Linked DNA regions of Mus musculus: all the other regions are linked to region 1. The links are chromatin contacts, called in public Hi-C maps. All regions are on one chromosome and are shown on one strand. Each heading gives the region's core, a stretch centred on a gene start, on an enhancer-like site or on the middle of the called end of the contact. The rest is flanking DNA. Distances are from core to core; before and after follow the strand shown. Region 1 overlaps Cap2 (CAP, adenylate cyclase-associated protein, 2 (yeast)). Region 2 has its middle 54 kb from the start of Rbm24. Region 3 has its middle 86 kb from the start of Stmnd1.

The links. Hi-C and Micro-C count contacts between places; a contact is called where the count stands out from the background.
Region 2: a Hi-C map of cortical neurons shows a contact between it and region 1, with 2.9 times the contacts expected there. The contact joins two enhancer-like sites. A contact is called at or near these places in 2 of 484 Hi-C or Micro-C datasets (cortical neurons and cumulus cells), 3 of 115 datasets of contacts at active chromatin or transcription factors (embryonic stem cells, memory CD8 T cells and neural tube) and 2 of 9 other capture datasets (adipose tissue and embryonic stem cells).
Region 3: a contact with region 1 is called in a Hi-C map of uterus, with 5 times the contacts expected there. The contact joins two enhancer-like sites. A contact is called at or near these places in 1 of 39 promoter capture datasets (stem cell-derived epiblast-like cells), 1 of 484 Hi-C or Micro-C datasets (uterus) and 1 of 9 other capture datasets (embryonic stem cells).

What each region holds. Positions count from the first base shown.
Region 1 is chr13:46,624,349-46,628,459 of GRCm38.p6, reverse strand. All of the region lies in intron 7 of Cap2 (CAP, adenylate cyclase-associated protein, 2 (yeast)), which reads right to left. Among named protein-coding and RNA genes, the nearest start is that of Fam8a1, 43 kb to the left of the region's middle. Within about 2 kb of position 1,634, at least 25 of the 459 cell types and tissues checked have an H3K27ac peak or open chromatin away from gene starts, as enhancers often do. A contact at or near this core is called in cortical neurons and uterus, where this site is marked.
Region 2 is chr13:46,361,714-46,365,921 of GRCm38.p6, reverse strand. No RefSeq gene overlaps it. Among named protein-coding and RNA genes, the nearest start is that of Rbm24, 54 kb to the left of the region's middle. Within about 2 kb of position 2,056, at least 24 of the 459 cell types and tissues checked have an H3K27ac peak or open chromatin away from gene starts, as enhancers often do. A contact at or near this core is called in cortical neurons, where this site is marked.
Region 3 is chr13:46,186,155-46,190,243 of GRCm38.p6, reverse strand. No RefSeq gene overlaps it. Among named protein-coding and RNA genes, the nearest start is that of Stmnd1, 86 kb to the left of the region's middle. Within about 2 kb of position 2,298, at least 2 of the 459 cell types and tissues checked have an H3K27ac peak or open chromatin away from gene starts, as enhancers often do. A contact at or near this core is called in uterus, where this site is marked.

The DNA.
Region 1 (4,111 bases), core at 385-2,884:
TTGTGGAGATTTGGCTCAGTGGGTAAGCGTGCTTTTTCTTCGAGACACGAGGACCTGTGTTTGGATTTCCAGCACCCACATAAAAGATGGGTTATTGTTATGTGTGCCTGTAACCCCAGCACTGGGGAGCAGAGACAGGCTAGTCAGCCTAGCTAAGATGGTGAGCCTGGTCCAGTGAAAGAGAGCCAGGTGGAATAGAGACCCCTGTCTCAAGGCAATGAAGAAAGAGTTGTGGTGGGGGGTGGCGGGGACACTGGACGTTCTGCTTAGGCCTCCACATATTTGCAGGCAGGTGCACACCCCCATACACTCAGATGCATGCACACCACACACACAGATAAGAAAATAATGAAATAAAACAGATACATCTCTGCATAGCAACGGAAGGATGCACATCCTAGCAACGCAAGTGCAAGCCGGCTCGGACTCATGGCTCCGGGCTGAATTCTTTCTACCACTTGTTAGGATTTTGAGACTTCTGCCAAGGAAAAGAAAGCTCCCGGGACCCGTTCCAAGAAAACAGAATTGTTAATAATACCACAGAGAAGTGCTACATAATATTTTAAGGACATGCTTATTAATAACGTTTGGAAAGCCAATTTAAAGGCTGTTTTCTCTTTATTAAGGGATATTGAACACGATGGAGGTTTCTGATTCCCACAAAGTCCTATAATACTTATATGCAGTTGCTATAAAAAGGTGGGTGCACAGCTATGACATGACATGGGGCCTCGTTTGGATTAGTTCTTTTCAAAGTCACGGCTCCGAACAGTCTTATCTCAAGATGTGAAAGGGAAGGTCATTGAGAACCCAAATCTTGGGGTGAGGATGTGGCTCGATCTGAAGAATGCCTACTTGACAAAAAGAAGCCCTGGTTTGATCCCCAGCACTGCACTGGCATTTGGGAGTTGGAGGCTGGAAGATCGGAAGTTCAAGGCCATCACTTGGCTACAAAGGGAGTTTGAATCCAGCTTAGGCTACATGAGACCATGCCTCAGAAATAAAACAGAACCATAAAGATGACCATAGCCCCGCACCCATATCTCAGTGCTTCACCCTAGCCTCTGAGTTTGCTCTTCTCTATCTCAGGATGGTTATCCGCTGGTGGATCTTGTATAGTGCCCCTTTGGTGACGTAGACAAATCAGGGAGTTGCAACTGATGAGAATAAACAAAACCAAGTCACTTCAGAGACAGAGTAAATGCCTCACACCGGCCGGTAAAATTAGATCTGTGCTTCACGTCTTAATTCGAGTGTCTAGATGAGTCCTTCCAAAATTGATTTTTATTCGACATGCCCAAGGTAGGATTTTTTGATAAAAGTGGACCAGGGCATCCCAGCAGAGACAGTAAGTGGGGCACGGTCTCGTTCACGGGTGCGGGCTAGGCATTTGAGAGAAACCATCTTGTTAAGTGGCTGTGGTTATGAGGCTGACCTTGCTCTGCAGCTGAAACCTACACCAAATCTGGACTCTCCAAGTCGTCTTTTCTTCTTGACTGCCGGCATCAGCAACACGAAAATACAGTTTCTCATAAAAGAAGGGAAAATAAAATTTCCGTGGGAAAGCTTCCCAGAGTTAAAGATAGCCACATCTACTCATCAAAGAGAGCACGCTGGAGAGCCAACGGCTGTATAAATAAATGCCAAGAGCGACTCACGCTTTGACTCAGCTGGACAGTGACTTCATTGGGCTGGTTGAGGCTTACTTTGTCACGGAACTCAAGGTTTTTTGTTTTTCAGTTGGATTTTAGGATCCTAAAGAGATGACTGTGCTGCCTTGAAAGACCAGCACTTTGGAAACAACAGTCATGAAGACAAAGGCAAGCTAAGGGCTGCTAGAGAGATCACTAATGTTGTATAGGTATTTTTACATTTTAAATGAAAATACCCAACAGTGTCATCTTTTGAGCTTAAGAGTTGAGGTGTTGGTAATGCAGAGTAATATGTGCTGATACAGGGTAACCTGGGCTAACACAGGGTAACCTGGGCAAACACAGGGCAACATGGACTTCAATTCCAACCACTGAGCCGATCCCCAGGGGTTGCAATTCACTTAGTTTGAATGACAGGTTTGGTAGACAGGGGCCAGGGATCAGCTCTGTGCATTATTTCATGAAGTGTTGTATCACATGTACAGGATAACCCATATCTTCCCTCTTTTCTTAAGAAAACCCTTTTTTTTTTCTTAACATGATATCAGACTCAATATCAGTTCATGTCATCTAAAGATGAGAGGCAGCAGGTGGCCAGGGCAGGACAGGGGACTGTCACTGAGCAGTGTAAAAATGCGTTGTCCACTCTCATCACTGTCTTGGCATAGAAATAAAGACATACATTCACAGGGCCCATTGATACTGGACACAACCTATAGTTAATGACTGTAGCTGGTCAGGTGGAAGTGGGCAGGGGCATCATCTATGTCTAAAGCCCTGGGGGCAATCGCTGGGGACCCTTGGGTGCCTCTTCTGTGAGCTCATAGCCTCAGGGCAGAAAAGACACTTCTGTGCCTCCAGACAGGCCTCTACCTCTCCACCCTGCCTCTCCATGGCTTAGTTTAGAAGGCTTCACTTCTGTGAACTGGAAGACTCTTCCAGATCCCTCAGGGTTCAGCTCCAATCTTTTCATAGGTTTTTTTTGGAGTAGAGCATGTGCGTGTGTGTTACATGTTCACATGGGTGTACAAGCATGTGTTTGTGCATGCACATGGGTGTATGTGCTAGAGGAGCCAGCGGTCAGCTTCAGCTGATATTCCTTAGGGGTCATTTACCTTAGTGTTTTGAGACAGGGTCTCTCACTGGGGCTTGGGGCTTCCAATTACACTAGGCTGGCCAGCGAGCCCCAGGGGTCTGCTTGTTCCCCTCTCCTCAGAGCTGTCATTATAAGTGTCACACCTGGCTTTTCACATGGGTGCAAGTCCTTATGCTTATAGAGCATGCCCTTTAGCGACAACCATCCTGCAGCCCCTTCTGGAGCTCTTCTGGGAGGACAGTTCCTGTTCCCCTGGACAGAGACTCCCCAGAACACTGGTACAATAATTCGCATCACACCACAGATATTTGCTGGTGAATCTGGGTTTGGCTTGGCCAATTCCAGAACTCAGGGGGTACTTTCTTATTCATCTTACTGCTGTCTGCCAGTCACGGGGCCCAGGACCTGGGATCCAGAAGGTGTCTCATCAACTGATATCATTTACTGATATAAACATAAGTATCACGGCGGAAGTACAGATCTTTAGATGCTTCTGCAGAGAGGTTGGGACACGGCATGGTGGCCCATGGAGTAGAATTATTTATTTACTTTAAGTATATGAACACACTATAGCTGTCTTCAGACACACCAGAAGAGGGTGTCAGATCCCATTACAGATGGTTGTAAGCCACCATGTGATTGCTGGGAATTGTACTCAGGACCTCTGGAAGAGCAGCCAGTGCTCTCAACCGCTGAGCCATCTCTCCACTCTCATGGAGAAGTCCCCCACCCCCCAAGTCCAAATAGATAGAGCTTTCCAATCTCGGACTTCCAGTCTCCAAAACTCTGAACTAAAGAATATGTTTTATTTATAAAGGACCCAACGTGGAGTGTTTTGTTATAGCAACAGAAAAGGAGCCCACAAGTATGCTCATATCTCCTGTGGAGAACACTTTTGCCCGGCCACACCCTTAAATCACAACTGTCTCATAGTCTTGTCCTGTGTGAAAGAATAAATGACAAGAATCCTCAATTACACTGTGTCTGTCGATGCTATAAATGAAGGAAACAAAGTAACAATAATGAAATCATCTGGGGATGGAGAGAGAGCTCAGCAATCAGGAGCACTGGCTGCTCTCCCAGAGGACCCAGCACCTACACAGCAGCTTACGGCTGTCTGTAGCTCCAGTTTCAGGAGGTCTGACACTGACTGTCACACAGACACACGAGCAGGCAAAACAGCAGTGCACATAGATAAAAATGAATTTACTTTTGAGACAGGGTCTGGCTATGTTGCTTAGGATGGTCTCATGCTTGTAACAATCCTCTGGGTTTAGCCTCCTGAGTGTCCAGATTACAGGTATGTGCTACTCTGCCCACCTCAAACATGGGATTCTAACTGAATATGTTATTAAAGTAGTCC
Region 2 (4,208 bases), core at 807-3,306, 260 kb after region 1:
TTCCACTACCTCTGGTGGGTGGTAGGCTAGAAGGGAGGTTAAAGCATCTAAGAACCATCATTAAAAGAAGACTTTGAAAAAATCAAAGTTACAGTCTTAGGTCAATTAAAGTATGTGTGTCTTTGACCTAGAACTTGAGTTACAAGGGTGAGGACAAAGGGGCAAATGTAGAAACTTTTTTTTTTTGTGCTCCCTCAATGTAGAAAAATGTGAACCAAACCTTTGATTCTGACACATCCCTGGCTCAAACCAAAGCTTTCTCTGAAATATTTCTGCTGATGCAACATGTAAGAGCATATTATTCATCCACCCTGGTTTCCTCCTCTTTTATGGCAATCATTTAAGTTAGAACTTATCAAAATCCCCATGTTCATAAGTCATAAACCTGGGAGCAGTCCTATAAATGGTACGTATATCTCTGTGTGAAGTCACATGGCTTATACATCCTAGTATCAGTCTAGGAGATCAAATTTCATGGGGCTAGCCTAGAGTGACTAACCATTGATCTATGTGCTTGACAATGTTCCAAAGTCAATGCCATGTGAGAGGCAGTCAAGAGACACACAATCAGAACTTGGAGGGAGAAAGAACAGTCAGACAGTAATGTTAGGCAATGACGCACTAAAGAGATAGGTTTTTGTTTTAGATTTTTTTTTGTTTTTGCTTTTGTTTTTTGTAAGCCTAAGTTTTGAATTTGTAGAAGACATCTCTGCCTGGTTGTATGTGAGTAAATTTTTATTATGTCTTTAAAAGTAGAGCCAAAAATTGCATAATCTTCATCTCTTTCAAAAAGTCAGGGTCTTTTTCTGGCAAAAACAAGATTTATTATTTCAAAGAAACCATTCTGACACACACAGGATAATCCCTGACATTGTTCTAGGCATTTTGTATAACTCTCTTCTTGATTCCTTAAAACAGCTCTTTGACATGGCATGGTTTTCATCTCAAGAGAGAGGAGAGAAAGAAGGAAGAAGGGAGGGGCGGGAGGAAGGAGGAAGGCATGGAAGGAGAGAGGGAGGGAGCAAAGGAGATAGAGGGAAAGAGGAGGAAGGAGGGCAGGAGGGAGAGAAGGAAACAAATAAAGGAAAAAGGAAGTATTTCTTTGAGTATTTATTTACTTCCATCTCTTTGTCAGCCTTTGCTCCTCCCAGCATGCTTTGCCGCTACCGTCCTCTATGTAGAGTTTCACTTTCACCTATGTTGTTTCGTGTGACTCATGTCAGAACACGTTTCTGTTGCTTTATACTTCTGTTCCCACACTTCTGCTACAATATGGTTTCCTTGTCGATGAAGAATAGAGCCCCAACTTGATGGGGCACGTGGCAAAGCTCAGCTTTGGGTGAGAATCTCTTTAGCTTTGACAATGAAAACTGATTAGAAGTCATCAGGAGAATACCCCCAAGAGAGGCCCAAGAATCACCTCAGGAATCAGTTATGCTTCTGCCCCAGTGTGGTGCCATCACTGGGAGCCAGTGGGGGAGAGAACACTGAAGTTCAGTTGAAAAATGAAAAAGGGTGAATATGTAGCCAGCAGCTACAGGTAGGCTTTGGAGTTCTGTTCTGAGATATGACAGTTGGCCAATATATGTGAGAGATGCTAGTTACCATAGCAATGAGCACAGCAAGCTCTCTCTCTCTCTCTCTCTCCCTCTCTCTCTCTCTCTCTCTCTCTCTCTCTCTCTCTCTCTCTCTCTCTCGGGTTTATGAATCCAAATCAATAAATGTTTATAAATAACTCTCCAATTGGCCCAAAGAAGTAAAAGCATGAGCCAGAACAGCCCTTCTGTCCTGTGAACGTGAGTCATGGTTATGTTGGCCACATTCTGGGGACAGAAAAAGGCTATCCATGGAATAAACAATTGGCCACATCATTTTCTTTGCAAGAGTGCTTGGGAGAGAAAGCTGCTGAGTGAAAAATCCATTGCTCATGCTTAATGACAACAAAGAGTACTAAACACGCACAAGCAAGAAGCCTAGAGACGAAGCAACCCAGACCACGTGCTGCTGTGGAGACAGATGCTAGGCCTAAAGACGGCAGGGAGGCCATGGGACCTAGGGGGCTATGCTAGAGTCCAGTGGTATAGGTACCGACCTTACCTTGACTGTGCATTGGCTCACAATGCCCTACGGTATGCAAGTCAGAATTCATACAAATGTGGAACTTCGACTCAAGAGTCCCAACAAAAATCAAATCAGTCCACCAGCAGCCAGGAAAACGCTTTCTTTCTATAGCGTTGCAAACAGATGGCTGAACAGCCTCTCTCAGAAGATTTTTGGTGAAAGGGAAAGTTGTTTTCCTCCCATCTTTATCTAGTAGCTGTTACATTCATTTCCCGAGCCAACATTTTCTCTAGCTCCGCTTCCTTAACTTCTGCCTGTCTAACTTTGTTCTTGGCTGGAGGAAGATCTCACCTAGGAGGTGCTTATTCATGGCGGCATTTCAAGCCCCTGAAAGCCACCACCTCATCCTTCTTTGGTTTTCTACTGTTGCTGATAAGCTGTTCTCTCTCTCTCTCTCTCTCTCTCTCTCTCTCTCTCTCTCTCTCTCTCTCTCTGCCCCATCTCAGAATTCTCTTGACTTGTCAGATCTCTTCTCAAAATGTGAACACTCTCAGAGCAATCTGTACAAATCCCCAGATGGGGGTTAGAATTTCAGAGCCCAGGAAAACTGTCTTCTGAACCTTCTTTGTCTGTGGCTATGGCTTCTTTCTGGCTCTTTCTTCTTTCTCTTCTTCTCTTCCTTCTTTCTTCCCACGCTGAGCTGTTAGCACCAAGTAGATTGAGTCACACAGGAATCCCATCTTAATGCAGAGAAAATTAATAGGAGTTATTATATATTTTACCCCAGCGAGAATTCAACTGAGGCAGGGATTCCCTAGCAAGCCACCAATCGGAGTAATAAAGAGGAATAATTGTTCTCATCACTGGGACAAAGACTTTAGCTAGTCAGCATCAAGTGGAGGAGGAATGATTGCCCAAAGATTAGAGGGATGGTAGAGAACAACAGACCCTCATCCCAGTGTCTCGCTCCTTCATTCGGACTCCACAGTGGCTGGACTTCACCATCAAAAGGCCTCTCTGCTTTGTTGCTTTTCCCATGAAAGGTCATAAGTCTCCCACAGTTTAGTGTAAACGAAGAGTAAAACTTAGGGTGCTAAGGGAACACTGACTGACTAGATTGGATAGGAGGGGCAGAATAAAACTGAGGCAGAACATTCCAAGAAAGTGGGGTGGCATCAAAGCTCTACTGTGTTTTGCTTACCTGTGATCCTGATCTCTATGGCTAGGGTAGACAGAGAAGCAAATAATGCCAAAGAGCAGAGAAAGGAGATGGATTCAACATAACCACATTAGGAAAAAGAACAAAGGGGTCCAAGGACCCCCAAGTCCATCTACAGGGCCTTGACATCAAGGTTTAGGTTTAAATAGAAGGACAGGAACAATTACTAAGCAGTCCTGGTCAAGGTGTGGTCCAGCTCACCACCCCCTTTGACTGTTCCTGCCTGGGTTCCAGTCTCTCCCGCAAGGTGGCCTTACGCGTTGTCAGAGCTGCATGAAACCTCTAAGAGACAAGCTCCTCCTCCGGTTGGCCCCTGGGCTCCAACCTTTCCATTTCCCCAGCAAGAGGCTCCAGTTTCTCAGGATCCACTGCTTCGGTTGTCTCTGAGAGCTGAGGGGCAGGGCACACGAGTCTCTTTAGAATAACTGTATCCCTGGCAGGATGTTTAAACCATCTCTGTCTGGCCCTTTCCAAATATTGTGAGGAAAGAGCGTATGCCCTGAGCTGTTCTACAACTGGAGGTTTGAGGGAAATCGTAAGTCTAGAGTTGTTGACAGAGGCAGCAACCTGCCTGTGCTGCTAGTTCTTCGCCTGATATTAGGGTTTACACCCGCAGGGTCTCTCCACTCTATTGCAATAAAGCCAGCAGCAGAGACTGGGGAAATAAACAAGGTGGGAGTCACTCCTTCCTAATCCTTAGAGCTTTGCCCAGAGAACTTGGATGATGACGGACCACAGACATGAGCAGCCCCAGGGTGCTAAGATTATCTATCTGGACTAGCAGAGGAGACTTTAAAAAAAAAATAGAAAAAAACTAGATTGGAAACACATACGACTTCATTTTTTATGTGCACATATGTGTATGCATGCATTTATGTGCATGCATGTATGTATATGTGCACTTGCATGTACGCATGTACGTGTCTTT
Region 3 (4,089 bases), core at 1,049-3,548, 440 kb after region 1:
GACAAGAAGTCCCTCAGCAATACCTTTACCCTTCTCGTTCTCCTTCTGGGTTCTTCTGCTAAATCCCTATCAACTACAAGCATGCGACTAGAAGGGGTGATTTCAGTCAAGAGGGAAAAACAAGAAGTTAAAAAAATATATTCTACCATTACGTTTGCCAGGTGCCTCCAGGGTTCTTGTCTCTGCTCAGAGAGCTCACTTAGCTCTGAGTGCTTTATGGTCATCTGCTGTTCAGCTGAACTACTGTTGTGTGCTGTTTGTGAAAGATGCTGGCAAGAAGGATGCCAGGTGGCTGTTGTTTCTCTGCATGCCTCCTGAAAAAGCAACGCCTGTCTCCCCAGGCCACTCATGAGAGCCAAGTTCTCAATAGAAGAGAGCTGAGCCTTCCTACTTGCTGCCAGGTCTTCTGCATTCAAAACACTCCTCCAAGTTTCTGTAAATGGCTTTTAGGACTTGTATGGAAAGCCTTCCCTACTTGCTTCCTTTATTCTCCTATCATCCTGTCTTTTATTCTTCAACACTGGATGGCCAACTTATAATCATTTGGCTGTGCATGGTCAGGGACATGAGACAGATTGAAGACTATGCCTGAGCATGGCTCTCATTATGTTTCCTGTGAATATTAGTTATTAATCTATCAGCAAGTTGGCCTCTTGCATGGTCATGTGACATTAGCATCACTGTCTTCTTTCTGGAGGCATTCACTCTTTTCTTTAGTGGTGTGTATATTCAAAAACCAAAGGAAAATCTCAGATTTCCCCCGGGAGCCATCCACACGATACGTCTTTATTTGTTTGTTTTGGTTATTTATTAATCTTGAGATACTATCTTTCCTGAACCCAAAGTTGACTATACAGGTTAGGCTGGTTGGCCAGCAAGCCTCAGGGATCCTTGTCTGGTATCACAAGTGTGTGCTACCACAACCAGCTTTCTTTTTAACATGGATCCTGGCGATCAAACTCAGGTTCTTCTGATGGCAAGGCCAACACTTTGCTAACTAACCTGTGTCTGAGCCCCGTGTTTTAAATTTTCTAAACGGATGTCAAGCGTCTGAAATCAAGACAAAGCTGCCTTGTAATTGCTTAAAAGCCAATTAAAATAGCCAATTATTAAAATTAAAAATCCTCATCCTTTATTTTTATTTCTGAAAAAATGAAAAGGAGGGTCTCATATAGCTCTGGCTGGTTTCGAACTTGCTATTTAGATGAAGACAACTTCAAACTTCTGATCTTCTTACCTTCAAGTCCTGAGTGGCTCAGTGCCCCCTGGCTGCAAGTGTGTGTGCCAGCAATGCCAGGTTCTCTAATGTCTGTCCTTTTCTTTTATGACGTTTCCAGAAGAGGCATTAGCCCAAGGCTAATACTCCACTACTTAATATCTACCGAGGCTGACTGCTTTGTTCCTGAGGATACAAACTGGGCCACCTGCATTTGCATGGCTACTCCAGGCATGCTTGCTCCCTGTTTGTTCAGATCCAGTTTTGCTGAAATTTATAGAGTGTTTTCTTAGGTCGATGGATTTGACTAAGATGATTAATATTCCTAATCGTGTTTTTCTAGTCAGGGAGATGAGCGGCGAGGGAGGAGTGGTAATTATGAAAAGTCAACATCAGCCACGGGTGCCGTCGTGTCTGAAGGAAGAACATTCTCTTTCAGGTGCCCCGACTCTGTCCCTCCAACAGCATCATCGCTGTTTTCCAGCCTCCTCCACAGCCTAGCTTTCATCTGTCACCTTGCTCGTTTTCCTCTGTGGCTTCAACAAGTGCAAATCACCCTCGGAGTGTATAACCACGCATGGGCTCAAAAGGTGCCTTTGTGTGTACTGCCCCTTTGCCTGCACCCTTTGTTCTTGCACGGGGAGGCAATAAAATGTTTTGTACCGATGAGTCCTCAGATAATTAAAGTGTATCCTCTGAACATCTCCAAATATTTTTTTTCAAGATCCCAACCATTTTAATAGAAATCTTTCTAAATATATCACACACCTGACTGCCTCCTTCTAAAAAACAAAACTGTAATTTCTCCCAGAGAGACGGCAGTGTGTGGAGGGAGGAAGGAAGGGGCATCTGCCTGCCTTTGTACTTCTGATTGATTTTGTCTCCGACTCCAAAGTGACACCACATGTTAATTAGGCTGATGCTTGTCCTCCGACTTCCCATCTTCATGAAGCTCACAATTTTATGGAGTAAGAGAATATGTAAATATGTCAGAGACATAATTAGAGATAAACACAGAGGGAGCCAGAGAACAGTGTGGGTCAAGCATAAGTCACAACCTTATTTGGTCAGACGGGATGCATAAGAGAGAGATGAATCCAGAACCGAGTCTCCGAGGATGAACAAAAGTTTGTCTTAAGGATCAGAAGGTGCCCGCAGTTCACGGGAAGGCACAGAACAATCAAAGGCATGTAGACTTAAAAGAATATGGTATGTCTGCTTGACAGACCTGTAACTAAAATAACAGTGAATGGGGAATTGGTGAGAATGAAGCTGGTGTGTGACTGTGTGTGTGTGTGTGTGTGTGTGTGTGTGTGTGTGTGTGTGTGTGTGTGCATCTATGTGTGAGCGCATGTGGAGGCCAGAGGACAACCTCAGCTATTGCTCTTTAGGTACCATTTGCCTTATTTGTTTCTTTAAAAAAAACACATATGTGGGGCTAGGTAGTGCACATATACTTCAGCATATGTGTTCTCTTCTTTCATCGAGTGAGATCCAGAGATCAAACTTGGCAGCAAGTGCCTTTACCGGCTGAGCCATCTCAGCAGCCCATCATACTTTTGGAGACACTGGCTTAGGATTCACCGAGGAGACTGGGCTGTTTTCCCAGCAAGTTCTAGAGACCCTCTTGTCCCTGTCCCCTTGATGATGAGAACTTGCCACCATGCCAGCTTTTGAGAAAACATGGTTCCCAGGGGGCAAACTCAGTTCTTTGTACTTCCAAGGCAAGTACTTTACTGGCTGACCCATCTGCCCTGCTCCTCTCCTTCGATTGATTGTGTGGAGGATACTGGAGAATCATAAACAGGGGAAGAATGTGGTTGGATTTGGAGTTTAGTGAAATGATGCCTCTGGAGCTTTCTTGAATCCAACAGCCAGAGATCAAGCACCCAGGAAGTGCAGAGATTGCCGACTCCAGGGGAGTCAGAGTAGAGGACCTCCTTGTTCTGCTGCCATTAGAACTGGCGGTATAATGGAAGTTAGGCTGAATGGCAGGGATACATTTTTTTTTCTTTCTTTCTTTCTTTCTTTCTTTCTTTCTTTCTTTCTTTCTTTCTTTCTTTCTTTCTTTCTTTCTTTCTTTCTTTCTTTCTTTCTTTCTTTCTTTCTTTTCCAGACAGGGTTTCTCTGTATAGCCCTGGCTGTCCTGGAACTCACTTTGTAGACCAGGCTGGCCTCGAACTTAGAAATCCGCCTGCCTCTGCCTCCCGAGTGCTGGGAATAAAGGCGTGTGCCACCATGCCCGGCTGGCAAGGATACATTTCGAGAGATGCTTGCATACATATGGACTCTAGATGGATATAGATGGTAGCTCTAAGGACAATCTCAGGCTCCCTGTGTGGTGATGACCTGGTGATTGGTGCGAGCAGTCCAGCAGTGATTTGAGAGAAAAATGATCTCATTTATTCACGGGAGCCTTTCCTGGCTGACCAATCTCACTCTTCCTTTGTATAATCACTTTTTCTTCTATCCTGCTTCAGGATCCCTCCCAAAGACCTCTAGTGTTCTTCTTACTGTTATGGGAATACATGGATTCGCTGATGTTTGTTGTCCTCTGAAATCTCATTTATCATTGCAAACTTGGGGCCAAGTACCTAGACACTTGATGTTTCAAGAAACCTTAGTTAAATTATCAGCAAAGCAGGAAAGAAGAAGGGGGAGGGGAGAAAGGAGGAGATGAGAAAGAGCTGACTTGTCAGTTTTACTTAGTGTTTCATACAGAAGAGCTGATAGTTCATATTGGAGCTTGTTAAATTAAGAGTCTCTGTGGGATGTGAGTACAAGGAGAAAGACCGAAGATTTGGACGTCTGTCTGGGATAGCATTATGTGTTCGTGATGCAATTTAGACAGAGTGTCCCCAGTGTCAGTTAAG